Linked DNA regions of Mus musculus: region 1 is linked to region 2. A link is a contact called in public promoter capture Hi-C data. All regions are on one chromosome and are shown on one strand. Each heading gives the region's core, a stretch centred on a gene start, on an enhancer-like site or on the middle of the called end of the contact. The rest is flanking DNA. Distances are from core to core; before and after follow the strand shown.

Evidence for each region. Capture Hi-C pulls out chosen DNA fragments and counts their contacts.
Region 1: a contact with region 2 is called in a promoter capture Hi-C map of adipose tissue, with 4 times the contacts expected there. The contact joins two enhancer-like sites. A contact is called at or near these places in 5 of 39 promoter capture datasets (embryonic stem cells, hippocampal neurons, liver and 1 more), 2 of 15 datasets of contacts at CTCF or cohesin (the NIH/3T3 cell line and large pre-B cells), 61 of 484 Hi-C or Micro-C datasets (the 3T3-L1 cell line, 3T3-L1-derived adipocytes, B cells and 40 more), 12 of 115 datasets of contacts at active chromatin or transcription factors (PVALB interneurons, craniofacial prominence, embryonic basal ganglia and 9 more) and 2 of 9 other capture datasets (adipose tissue and liver).

Annotation. Positions count from the first base shown.
Region 1 is chr6:51,874,332-51,881,157 of GRCm38.p6, forward strand. Skap2 (src family associated phosphoprotein 2) reads right to left here. Exons shown (of 13, transcript NM_018773.2): 10 at 5,440-5,517; 11 at 144-256. Among named protein-coding and RNA genes, the nearest start is that of Skap2, 130 kb to the right of the region's middle. Within about 2 kb of position 2,015, at least 61 of the 459 cell types and tissues checked have an H3K27ac peak or open chromatin away from gene starts, as enhancers often do. A contact at or near this core is called in adipose tissue and stem cell-derived motor neurons, where this site is marked.
Region 2 is chr6:51,213,700-51,220,645 of GRCm38.p6, forward strand. No RefSeq gene overlaps it. Among named protein-coding and RNA genes, the nearest start is that of Gm32403, 9.8 kb to the left of the region's middle. Within about 2 kb of position 2,947, at least 48 of the 459 cell types and tissues checked have an H3K27ac peak or open chromatin away from gene starts, as enhancers often do. A contact at or near this core is called in adipose tissue and stem cell-derived motor neurons, where this site is marked.

The DNA.
Region 1 (6,826 bases), core at 765-3,264, 660 kb after region 2:
CTTCCAATTGTTAACTAGGACCTAGAAGAATTCCAACTGGCATTTTTCCCTTGTGTTGTAAATTTAAATGCAGGAGAACTGAGCTGTGTATTTCCCGTTGACAGCTGTCATTTGTGGGGTGGGGTGGGGGGTAACTTTCTTACCTTGCTAAGAATGTAAATCACATCACCACGCTTAAAGGACAACTCATCAGACAGAGCTCCAGTGCAGTCCCACAGACCCTGGTAAAAATTAGCGTAATCAGTGCTTTTATCTCCTAGGAAAAAGAGAGAGAGACTTGGGGTTAAGGCTTGAATCAAAAGAAATTAAAGAACCATTTTAGATTGCCAAGAAAGAAGCCCTGGCCTGGATCATGGTACATCTTAGTGAACCTGCAACTACTCCTGAGCATGCTCATGAAGATTGTTTCAGAAGGTTTGGTTTTTCATGGCCCCCTCCACTTCTATCTGTAATCTATAACCTGTAGCAATTACATTCTCAAATAGCAAGGTGCTTCTGCTCATTTTTAATGGAAAGTCCTAAGCTCACTCGCTATGTGTTTAAAGAGCAACTGGTCTTACTGTACCATCAGAATATCTAAGGGACAGATTGGACATATCTGAAGTAACAATTTCATGGAGTTTAGAACACTTGATAAGAGCATAATAATAATAGCATACTTTAATACTCAAATATAAAGCATTTGTATCCAAAGTCTCTCAAAGTTGTCTCTAAAATACTTTTGCAGCTGTGAAATTGCTAATGCAGACTTTTGTTCGTCAGGTCTAGGACATTAGGCTCCCACAGTGGCGTTATCAGTTCATCCTTCTCCTGGCATAAGCACAATGGATGTGAAGTGCTCAAACTGCCATACACACCATTAACTGATTGATTATTTAGTGCTCGTCGCTCCGTAATACCACAGTAACTGGATAATGTATGCTTTGTCACTCACACAATGTGGCTCCTAAAACACAGCACACAGTTAAATACGCTGGATGCTTTTGTTACACAAGAGAACTGTTTCCTGTTTTTAATTTCGTGATAATTGAGTTCTGATGAGTTAAGGAAAAAAGACTGCAAGTTATATCAATAAGACACAAAATGCCCGTGTATTCACTAGCCAGGCGGAACACAGATGTGCTGACAGCTTCCATCGCTGCAATGTCAGCTTTGAATCCACGGGATAACGTGGACATGGATGCTGGATCAGGCTTGTCATCTCACTTTTAAACAAGAGGCGTCTTGGCAACCTCAATACAAACGGCCACATTAGTACAGTCAGCATAGTGTTGATCTCCACAAAGTATTAATTTATTAGGAGATTTAAATTCTCCTTAATGTCTTTAACATTTTTTAAAAAGGAGAATCTGAATAACATGGAATCTAAGTATTTGTGGGATGCACCGTTTCACTTAAATTTGTGAGAAAATAAACAAGGACTAGAAAATACAACCTAACAGAATCCTCTGTTAATTTTTATTTTTTAGGATGGAAAGAGAGGGACAATAGGAGCGGCATGATAGGATTGGGGGAGGGGAGGAGGAGGAGGAAGAAGGAGGGAGGAAGGGAGAGAGGGAGGGGGGAGAGGGAGGGAGGGAGAGGGAGAGAGAGAGAGAGAGAGAGACCGACCCTGTATTGGCCTCTCCACTGTAGTAGCACTTGGGCTCAGAGCACTAAAACCAGCAGGGGCATGTGCAAGCCCCAGAATCCAACCAGGAGCTAATAGTGCTTGTGGCCACCCCTATCACATCCTCCCCCAGCCCCCAGGCATATATTAAATACATTCTGTAAACAGACACTAGAGGGCACTCCAGCTGGCCAGATACCTCCAAGCATTGACCATTTCTTTCTTTCTTTTTTTTTTTTTTTAAAAATCACTTAATAATAAAGTGACTGATTTCCTTTAAAAACCACTTATTTAGACAAATAGAGATTTAGAATTGAAACATTCCTGTCAGATTAAATCAACTGCTAATTGGGTCAAATGTTGCACCCCATGTGGTCTCTCAGTGTCAGCTTGAAAGTCAAGGAGTTAGAGCAGACAGGATGACATCATCTCACACGTGAGGCCTGCCACACAGTTCTAGCCAAGTCAAAGAAGGTCTAAATAGCTAGTTTCCCCAGTAGCCCTTCCCCCACCCCCCAACTTGTTCCCCACGCTGCTCAGGCCTTAGGCTTGGTCCGAAGACGTGGAAGAAACAAACTTTGGCTGAAAAACTGAGGTCAAAGTTTTTGGTGGAGCTGTGGGATCCCAGGTCCCAGCTGTCCGGGCCCTCCTCTGGTTCAGACCTTCTCACAGTACTTTTCAATTAACATGTTTTTTGTTTGTTTTTTGTTTTGTTTTTTGTTTTTTTTTTTTTTAAGTAGGGGGAGGAAAGAAAGGACAAAAAACCCCAAGTATCCAGTGATTTTAAATACACATTCTTACCACTTTGGTTTCTCTTTCCCTGGATACACTTGGAGAGACTCCCATTAACACTAATGGGAGTTACAGGAGCAGCAAGGGGAGAGACCCCCACGGTGTACAAGATGCATCTCTCCCTAGATGTGCATCAGGGGCATTCCATTAAACCTCACTGCTGCAAGGAAGTCAGGGAAGAGCCAGGGATTCAGCAGAGCCGGGGAAAGACACATTTTCAACTGTGCCTCCTGTAATCTTGATGATGATGGAGTCCAAAAAATGACGGACGGTCGGTCCCATGGACAGTGAGCACCGCTGAGGAGCACTCTGTGTGCCATCTGTGCGTCTATGACTGGCGTTCTAAGTGAAGAGCGGGCATCTACAGTGAGGGGAAGGCCAGCAGTGTGTGTGCTAGCTGCCTCCCCGGAAAGCATGCCAGACAAAAAGAATCAGGAGTGATCTTATTTGTGGAAAGCAGGAAGCTCCTATAGCTTATCTCTAAAATGGAGTGGCTCTAAACACACATAGACAAAACTCATGTACAAAAACAGCTTTGAAAGCACAGAAGGCTCACAAACACTAGCAGTCTTTGCCTGTGCTCGGGGAGATAACCCACAGGACATGACTTTGCTTTGCTTTGTGGCACAGGGATAGCAGATGCAGAGCCTCGAGTAGGCTAGTCAGAATGCCTTCCTGCTGAGAACCATCCCTGGCCCCAAGAAAGGCAGGCATTCTGTAGACTATGGAACACTCACAAGCACAGATAATGTGGTTTCGCTGTCTTTACTCGGCATGTTAACACCATTCTATCTATACCACAGTCAATATTTTGAAAATTACACACAAAATGTCACCTTGCTATGTGTGCTGTCCTGAGGGGCATGAATTACTTTTGAAAGAAGGTTTAAAAAGGAAAGTTAGCTAGCCTTTGAAAAATGTACACAATGAGCTTTTAAATTTTTATAAAAATACATATTTGGCAAAGCTAACAGGATTGTTACCAAAGTACAAATTAAGCAAGTAACCGCCAGATAGTCCACAAACACAAGATTATAAAAGGCATGTTGACAATGAATGAAGCATGATGCCGACACCAGAGACCCTTTCCCTAAGTACTGCAAGCCTGAAAAGTGTTTTAGAAAGGACAGCAGATTTTTATATTGTTAAAAACATCAAGCGGGCCCATCTATATACCTATAAATATACATGACCTTTGTAAGATGAGTGAATGTGAAGCGACTTGTAGGAGACAAGATGAACTCAGCTTTACCTTTAGATTTTACATTGCAACACTGAGTCTCTTCCTGCAAAATTAGTCAATGTAAAAAATATACATCAAATTCTTGAGCGAGGTTAGAAGTTCACAAGATGAGATGCTAGGCAGAAAGCAACACTCTTGTCAGCTCAGTGCTCCTAGTGGCAAGCACAGAGTCCCTGACGGCTTGCTTTGCGAAGGCATTGAATGATGGCTTGAAAGAGCTCTGTGGCACAAGAGACAGACATTGCAGTATCTTGTGGCTATGGCATGAAAAGCTCATCAACTTACTGGATTCCTTTGAGAAAAACTCTTTTCCCCCTACCCTCAAAGGCAAACATTTGAGGCATGCTCACTTGTGCCTGTGGAAGGTCTATCTACTATCTGTTTCTACCCTCTCTACCTGCATAGACATTTTACAAAGAAACATGCATGCTCTTGGCAGAAGCATCATGATTCAGAACTTTAAAAACAGATACCTAATTTACTATCAAGCATAGAGTGCCTGGGCTTTGCTTGCTGCCATGTTTTACAACTCTATTTTATAGGGCAAGAGGGCTAACAACTAATGACTTTGTCTTGTTTCCTTTCTGTCAAGGAAAAAAAAAAAAGGCAAACCCAAACCTTCTACAGCAACCTGCTCCTGCCTTCCTGTCCAGGTCTAGAGTCAGGCCCGCTTCCTTCCCATATGTCACAGTAGGAAGGCCCCAGGAAAGCTACTTCCTGAACACGCACTGCTTGTCCACCCTGCTTCTGACAACTCAAAAGAGTGATGTATGGACATATCAGAGAGAGGAAGGTGACCCTAGCTCCAGCTCTTTACAGGACCTGGGGGTGACAGGGCAGACCTCACCCCAGCTGACATATGGCTGTGAAGAGGTGTAAAGTTCTGATAAGAAGGCTGCCCATCTCTTCTTTCCCTGTAAAATAAATGCTGGTTTATCAAAGTTAACTTCATGTTTGTGCTACAGATAGTTTATCTTGTGCTACTTGGAAATAGCAACAAGCAAGAAGAGTTGTCCGTATTGTGTGTGTGTACATGGTGTGCACATAATTAGTACTTGGGGCCCAGTGCCAGGTGGAAATGGATAGTGCAGAATATCTTCCCCAGTCTGCTAGGCAACCAGTGTCCTTTCCTCATTTTTAAGCTGCTGTCACTGGACTCTGGCATTTCTTACCCAATTCATTTGCTTTCTGTGTTAATCATATGCAATGAAGATATGCATGGCCAACATTTAAACAGGCTGCAGATCAATTAGCGGTCTTAAGTTTATCTGATTTTTATCAAAGAAGACAGAGCTGTGGGTCGATTGTCAGAGCCTGTGTCAAGTTGACCTTTTCAGAGATGTCTACATTGCCAGTCCCTTGGGCAACTTGTTGTCCCCTGTTAGTCTCTGAATGGCAGAAGTCTGTTCTGCTCAAGCACAAAGTATACACAGATGTCTATATTACATTCTTATAGGTTTGACAGCAACTGCATGTTGTATCTATAAACTGTCCTTTAGCAGTGACACTTCCTCAATGATGATAAGCTAATTTATGCAACTAAATCTCCTTTGTGCAGAAATGAAAGCTAATTGAGTCATTACAAAGTAATTCAGGAAGGAATACCTTGTATAAATTGGCTTACTTTATAAATCCTTCTCAAGTGGTTTTCATGCATCCTAAATGGGACTAAGCAGCTTATCAAGCATAAGACATACAGACCAAACAAGTCAACTTCTTCAGGGAGCTGTGCAAACATCCTCAGAGGGTTAGAAAGTGACTCTAACAAAACCAAAATAGACTTTGCCAGTGCTACCTGAGGTGTGATGCACACTGTCCCGACTTCCCTTCCCTTGCTCGTCCATCTTCACTGAAGCAGTGTCCTCTTCCTCCTCTGCAAATAAACAGAGTCAGTGGCACATTAACAGGCCCCATGTCAATCACAGCACCCACCCTGCTTAAAGAGCAAGACAAAGTCTACAGCACTTAATAATTATCTTTAAGAGCACAAAACACCCAAGATTCATATTCCTTTGTTAATAACCAAACAACATCCTCACCAAGGCTTACGTTGACCTGATACAATATAAGATATACCCTACTGTGTTGCACATTTGTTTTAAATGTACAGAGAAACTTGTCTGGAGCAATCTTAAATCCAGGACAGCCCTTAGACCTAGTAAAGTAACAGCCAACTTTATACAGATATGCTATATTATACTGAATAGCAGGAGTACTACAATACATGGTTCCTAAAACATCAAGACAGCACAGAAAACAGCGTCTGACATAAAATGCAGATGACCTGTAAGTCATCAAACCCCAGCCATGCTCGCTGGTTTCCTCACTTAGTCCTCTCACAAGAGGCTGCTAGATAGTCCTAACACTTAAAGGTCATTTCCCCAAATTCTACTGTGGATCTCCTATGTGTCACATATCGCAGAAGGAAAGGCTTTATAGATGAATGATTATAAATCCTCATTCTATAGATAAGTAAATTGAGATGCATAGGTGGCAAACTTCCAAAGCATGCGATTTAAAGTTGAGGCTGTGGGTATGAACCCATGTTCTTTATCCTCTCCGCAGTCAGTGCTTTGCTCAGACTTTGCTCCCACACACTCTAAGCACATCCCCTTCCCAGGATAGGGAATAAAATAGCAAGAAATTGTTTTAAACTATGTCATTCTTTTCTACTAAAAGCAGATGTATTACACTATCACTTTCCCTACTTAAGGATTTATACAAAACTGAAAAATATTTAATGTAGGATATAAAAACAAATGGCATACCAAAGAAAAACTAAAAGAAAAAATATACTAGCTCAAGAATAATCTCCAATGTGTATGTAAGATACACATAGGTAGCTAGTATGGCTAAGAAATCAATCAACCAGTCAACCAGTCTCCATTGAGGATCACCCACGTGTGAGGGGGAGGACTTGCCAAGGAGGCAAAGGGAACAGGGAGGTTCTGCCCTGAGGAAGCTGGCAGCCTGCTGGGGCGGAGACCTGAGGGCAAGGAGTTAACAAGGGACACCTCTGATGGGTGGGGCAAAGCACTCAAGTAGTGCAGAGGGAGAACCTGGGATCCCATGGAAGACCTGTAGGACGCAAAGCAGCGCTTTCCAGATCCCAGCTTAAAGTACAGGCACAGCCACGTTCACTGGACAAAGTAGCACGCCATTCTAGCAATGTGAGAAATGGA
Region 2 (6,946 bases), core at 1,697-4,196:
GACGGAAAGTCCTGGGCCTTCCTGCGCTTCTTGCCCAAGATTTCCCGGAGCTCCCTGTGGGTTAGGGACTCCGGCTTAGGCTGTAAGAGGCTCCTAGACAAACTCCTTCTGCTTTAAATACTTTCCACATGCTCTACCGCAATTGCGGTTTGATTTTTAAGTCACGAATCCTCATCTTAATGTTCTCCTAGGGCAGGTGGCAGCGTCACACTATATACGTTAGCTTTCCCCGAACCTAAGGTTATACGATTCAGAGACCAATCTTGGTAAAAATGGCCATTTAAAATCTCTAATCACTCTTTACCTTAGTTTACTGTAACTGGCTGCTTTTGCCACTTAAAGAATTAAAAATAGAATCATTTTTCTAATTATCAAATGACCATATCCCTTTTATGGGAAGGGGTATATATCCTTTTTAAAATTTATACTCTCGTCATTTTAAGTCTGGGTCCATTTCTTTTCCTTCCCTAGTTATTCTCTGGGGAAACAGGCCTTTGTCAGTTACCGTGACGCAGAAGTATTTTCCCAATATTGTCTGTTAATTCTCGTCCTCCACAGAGCTGTAAAAATGATGGTAGTCCCTGTGGTGGTTTGCGTTTGCTTGGCCTATGGGAAGTGGCACTATTAGGAGGTGTGGCCTTGTTGGAGAAGGTGTGGTAAAATGGATGGGCTAGCTTTAAACTGGGAACCAGGAAACCTCCCGAGCTTGAATTCAGTCTTACTACATCGTTCTGGCTTTTCAGAAAACTCTTATTAGCAAGAATAAAAACTGGGAACACTTTGACTACCCCACAGGATAAATAATATGGAAAAAAAAAACTTTTAATGCATCTTAAGGTTTCTACTGATGCGATGAGACGCCATGACCAAAACACATCTCTTCTATCCACATCACAGTTCATCATCCAAGGAAGTCAGGACAGGAACTCGAACAGGGCAGGGTCCTGGAGGCAGGAGCTGATGCGGAGGCCATGGAGGGTGCTGCTCGCTGGCTTGCTCTCCTGCCTGCTCGGCCTGCTTTCTTATAGGACCCAGAACCATCAACCCAAGGCCACCCCAACGACAATAGGCTGGGCCCTTCCCTATCAATCGCTAATTAAGAAAACAACTTACACGCTTGCCTACAGCCTGATCTACAGTTCCCAGTTGAGGCTCCCTCCTCTCTGCTGACTCTAGCTTATATCAAGTTGACATGAGACTGTTCAGCTCATAACGTGAGGTGTTCCTATCACTGAGGCATCTACCCACTACTTAGATGTTGATGGACAATGAGGAATTGGGTGTATAAATTGTAAACAAAATACATTTTTATGGAGGTACTGATTTGAAGTCACCTTCAGTGTATTTTCTCACATCTCTGACTTCAGAGAAACAAGCCATGCCCTTATGTGCATGTTTTTATGTAGGAGAGTCTGACCTTAGCCTGGGAAATGGCTGCTTTCTTGTCCTGTACAGTCTCTGTTGAGCATTTCCACCTTTTGTGAAGGGTGGGTTCTAGACAATCTAAGTGAGAAGAGCATACAGAAGAGAGTTTTTCCTTTTTTTTAAAAAAAATTATTTATTTATTTATTTATTTATTTATTTATTTATTTTGAGACAGGGTTTCTTTGTATAGCCCTGGTTGTCCTGGAACTAGATCTCTAGACCAGGCTGATCTCAAACTCACAGAAATCCACCTGCCTCTGCCGCCCAAGCGCTGGGATTAAAGGTGTATACTACCATTGCCCGCAGATTTTGCATCTTAACTGCTACAACTCACTACAACACTCCCCGTTCCTGTCATTCCAATACCTCTTTCCCACTCTCCTATCCCCTGTACCCATCTCCTCCAAGACTTTCCAAGTTCTGCTTTCTCCTGACATCTTTCCCAGGGCCCCAGCTGGAAGCTCCGCCTTCGAAGGGCTCTGCCCACAAAGGGCTCCGCCTGCCACGGACCATAGGTTGGCTCTACCCAGCACAGCTTTGTAAGGGCTCCACGTTGTCTCATAAAGTTATAGGTGATCTTCCCGAAGCCTTCCAGAAGGTTCTTCCTCAGCCTTGAGGCTCTGTTATGCTTTGACCCCAGGCTGCTTGCTCCCAAGGTCGATGAGTGTTTACCAAGATCCAAAGACTTGTTTTCCCAGTAACCCTCACAGGGGAAATTTTCTCTAGACTCGGTCCCTCTTGGCGTGAGGGGATGGAGGGTAGGTCAGCGCCTCTGACCACATTTCTTCTGGGGACTGTTTTCCCCTCATTAATCCTGCTGTCAAGATTAAGAATAGCTCGAGACCCTGCGGCAAAGGCTAATGGAGATTGTTTTGTTCTTTTTCTTCCCTCTCACCCTGTTCCTATGGAACCTTCTTCTACCTCCTTGCTAAATACACATCTCCTTTCTGATTGGACGTCACACTTTTCAAAACAAAACATGTGAGAGGCTGCCTTAAACACAAGGATGAAAATCTCCCAGGAAAACTCAAGGTTCTGTGGGCAGCAGTGTCACATTCACAATGTGGACAGGTGACGCTTGATTTTGTTTTAAACATATTGGAATTCTAGCAGTATCCAAATGCCCAGAGATTTAATGAGGGCATGTGTTCTCAGGAAACAGAAACTCACCCAAATTATGCAAGTCAAACAGACAGGATAGAAGTTAGTGGGGCCAGCCATTTCTGCCTTTCCAAACATAGTAGACATGAAGGTTTTAAATTTTTATTTATAAAGGGAACATTGCGTTTAAGGTTCCAGACTACAGAATTGCTACAACTGCAGAGAGAGTAAATTCTCTACTCCTCGTGATGTGTAATTTTAGCTCTATAAAGCGATATAAAGATTGTGACATATGTGTCAACAACTGGGGCATCAGGCCCTGGGCGATGACCCAAAACAACTTTCCTCAGACTTACAACACAGTAACTGGGAGGGTTATTGGCAGCCAGCCTGAGAGAGGCTCTGACAAGGAGCTCAGCAAGCCTGCCAAATGCGACCTCCTTCCAGAACGAGGTCAAAGTTGTCTGCAGAAGCCAAGGATGCAAAGTGGAAGTCAGAGCTCTGACCAATCAGTAAGTTAAGTCGCTGTTGGTGCCCGTCTGGAGCCAGCCGTCTGGAGCCAGCCATAGGTTTGTTTGCTCCACTGGCAATCCTGTCTTATGAATATGTAAGAGCAAGACCGTGACACTCTACACTTGTGCCCACTACCACCAAGGGAAGTCATTTAATAGTCCCGAACATTTAGTGACAACTCTTTCACACCATTTCAAGTTCACTTCCATCTTCTCTTACCGTTTGTTTTAGAATTGTCTTGTGGCTGATAATAAATAAATAAATAAATAAATAAATAAATAAATCCTACTACCTAAATTAGGGTGTGAAGATCTCCCAGCACCCAGTTCTCTGCATATGAAGAATGGCAGAGCTTAACCCCGTGCTCAGACTCAGGCATGGCAGCTCTGTCTCAACTTCCTTCCTTCCTCCCTCCCTCCTTCCTCCCTCCCTCCTCCCTCCCTCCCTCCCTCCTTCCCTCCCTCCCTCAATCCTTCCCTTCCTCCTCCCTCCCTCCTTCCCTCCCTCCCTCCTCCCTCCCCCCTCCTACGCAAATCCAGACAGGGTGAAGCCAGGACCATCACTGATTCACCATTATTAAGAAAGAAAGAGCCCGGCAGTGGTGGCCCAGCACTTGGGAGTCAGAGGCAGGCAGATTTCTGAGTTTGAGGCTAGCCTGGTCTTCAGAGTGAGTTCCAGGACAATCAGGGCTATACAGAGAAACCCTGTCTCAAAAAGGAAGGGAGGAAGGAAGGGAGGGAGGGAGGGAGGGAGGGAGGGAGGGAGGGAGAGAGAGAGAGAGAGAGAGAGAGAGAGAGAGAGAGAGAGAGAGAGAGAAGGAAGGAAGGAAGGAAGGAAGGAAGGAAGGAAGGAAGGAAGGAAGGAAGGAAGGAAGGAAGGAAGACAAAGAGGGGGAGGGAGGGAGAGAGAAGAGGGAGGGGGAGGAAGGGGGGACACAAAGAGGATAAAAGAAGACAGGAAGAAAAAGATGAGGTTTGACTTTGACATTTGGCCAGAACAGTACCAGTGGTAAGGCACACGCCACTTCAATCCTTTGTGACAGGCAGGGTCAGGGACTGGGCCGTCATGATGTATCCTCCCTCAGCAGAAGGTTTTGCTTCCCAGCTTCCTAAGCAAATGAAATGGAGGAACAGTGGTCCCCTTGACCATCAGAGATTCTTCTGTCACCAGAAGCAGATGAGATGAACAATGTATGCAAGGACTTTGGAGATAATATGGTGGTAAGAAAATGTGAGGCCACAACATACTTATGAGGTGACATATCATCTATTCCAAGCAAAAATTGGACAGAACTACCACTAACATTTTAATCCAAAATTCAAAACAAAGACCTGAAAATCAAACTGAAGCCAGTCTTGGAATAGGGGACTGACTGTGCTCTGCAAGGGAACCAAGGGCTGCAATGGGTCTGGCTTCAGCCATAGACGCCACAGGGTGATGCCCATGGAGAGACGGGCTGAAGGACAGCACAGTAACTTGGTCCAGCGTTGAGGAAGACAGCCTGGCTCCCTCATCTGCTCCTCTCTACACTGGGGTACTGGAACCCACTCAGTGAGCTGAGGAGGACCTAGATTCCTGCGTGCCCTCCTCCCTGGAGTGCCCTTAGTCTGTGGACTGACTTACAGCCATTGCAGCTTTGCTGAACAGCACAGTGAGGCCCTCTCTTTTCAGATACATTGGCTTAGCCGTTTTAGAGGCTTTTAGCACTCTTCAGAGGTTTTTAAAATTTACCCAACAGTGTAATTTCCTTAGTCTGTCTGGTGTTGCTGATAGCACAATACCAGCAGACGGGACAAATTATAAAGAAAAGAGGTTTATTTTGGCTTGTAGTTCTAGGTCCGGGTTGAGGGGCTGATCTGGCGATGGCCCTGTTCCTGAATGAGTCCTGGAATGCTGTAAGGTGCTGCATGGCCAGAGAGAGCTGGCCTGACTCCCTCATAGGATACCCACATTCAGATAACATTCTACACTCTTAATCATAGGATGGAGAGCCACTCCCTCATGAAGGCAGAGCCTCAGCCCTTGCAAATCCTGTCTCTTAGAATCTTTTAATGGGGACTAAATTTCAGCACTTTCCTTTCAGAAGGAACATTGTCAAACCACAGCAGTGATTCATATACAAGGTCTAGGCCCATATTAAGTAACGTTTTATACAGTGAATAAATTTCTAACGTGATGGGTGGGTAGATTAAAACAGTTGCCTTTATCGTCCGAGGTCTCACTCTGGTCCACTCATTTATTCTCTCGAAAACCTAAGTAACTTAATCTCCTCTCTCCGCTTTGGTTTAAGATGTAGCGGAGGGCCTGCCTCAGCAGGGTTTGCTGGGCAATCAAAATAACTATACAGCATGATCCCAGCACACAGTGCTGAGCAAATGCCTTAATGGTTTCCTATAACGATGGCGTGGATGAGGGCATTGTGCTTTTAAGTGGGATATTTTCATTTGAGTTACAGCAATGCACTACCCTCGATGTCAACTCTTGATGGATAGCTGAAATCAGGGTCCTTTGTTTTGCTCTGGACCAGATAATTTAATATTTTTCCTTCATTTCCAAAAATTACTTCTAATTAAATACATTCAACCCTCACAGAGAGGCCAAGGGCAGCCTCTGGGAAGAGAAGAGTCTTTGTCAGATGTGGTGAAGAACCTGCCACAAGGCCGTTGGTTTTGCTCACAAATTCTTCTTTGGAGGAAGAACACTCACTTGGACTTTTGGTTTTCTAATTCGATTTAATTTTTTAAAAAAATATATAGTTTTCTATGAGACCAGGTCCTGGCTGGAGTCTCGAGGGTCAGTGGTGGGTGTTCACCTTTCAGCACAGACAGGCCTTTGCTCTCTGGAAGAGACAAGAGGTTTGGCCAAATGCGTTCATCCCCTGGGAAGAGGCCCCATTCTTCACAATAGCCATGGCTAAAGAGTAACCAGGGAGAAGCGGGCAGTCTTGAGAGGAAACGTCTTCAGCTTACCCTGCTGTTATGAAGTGTGGCCGTGACCCTCTTTCACAGCTTTCCGAGTGCACCCTAAAATATGCGCACTTGAGGTCTGTCCTGGTCATCGCCAAAGCTCTGTACTCCTCCACACCCATAGACCTCCCAGGATGCTTTTCTAATGCCGCCGCCACCGGCCATTCCCCTTCCACTGGCTCTCACACAACAGCTACCCTGTGTGGGATGCCAAGGATGTGAGCTCATGTCTCTGAGGTAACTCAGCCAGGGTTGGATCACTGCTCCATTTACCAGATGAGGAAATGGTGCTCACTGGGTTTGCCGTTCATCCAAACCGTACCGCAGGACCATCCACAGCCACACCTTCCAGGAAACAGATGGGTTGGCCTAGCGAAATGCTTCCACCCGATGCCACAGTGTGCCCAGGCTGAGTCTGGCTGCCAGGATTCCCACTTCTCAGGTGCATTCTCTCCACCACGCCCCAGCCCCCATCTTTAAAGCTTTTTTGAAAGATTTCTTATTGTATGTATATGTGTTTGCCTGTGTACATGAGTACCACGTGTGTGTCTGATGCTCACAGAGGCCAGAAGAGGATGTCAGATCCTCTGGAACTGGAGTTTCCGTAGTGAGCCACTGCATAGGTGGTCCCCTGCAAGAGCGATACCCACTCTAACCACTGAGCCACCTCTCTAGCCCCACTTACACACTCCCAGTCTTTTCGTTTTTTGTCTTTTTCAGTTTTTTGTTTTTGTTAAGATAGGGTCTCATTATGTAGCCCTAGAACTAGGTTGTTATAGAACTTACTCTATAGACCAGGCTGGCCTTAAACCCACAGAGATCCACCTGCCTCTGCCTCCTGAGTACTGGGATTAAAGGTGTGTGCCATCACCCTCAACTAACTTTTTAAAATTAATTTTATATATATAAATGTTCTGCCTGCATGTATGCATGTGTGTAAT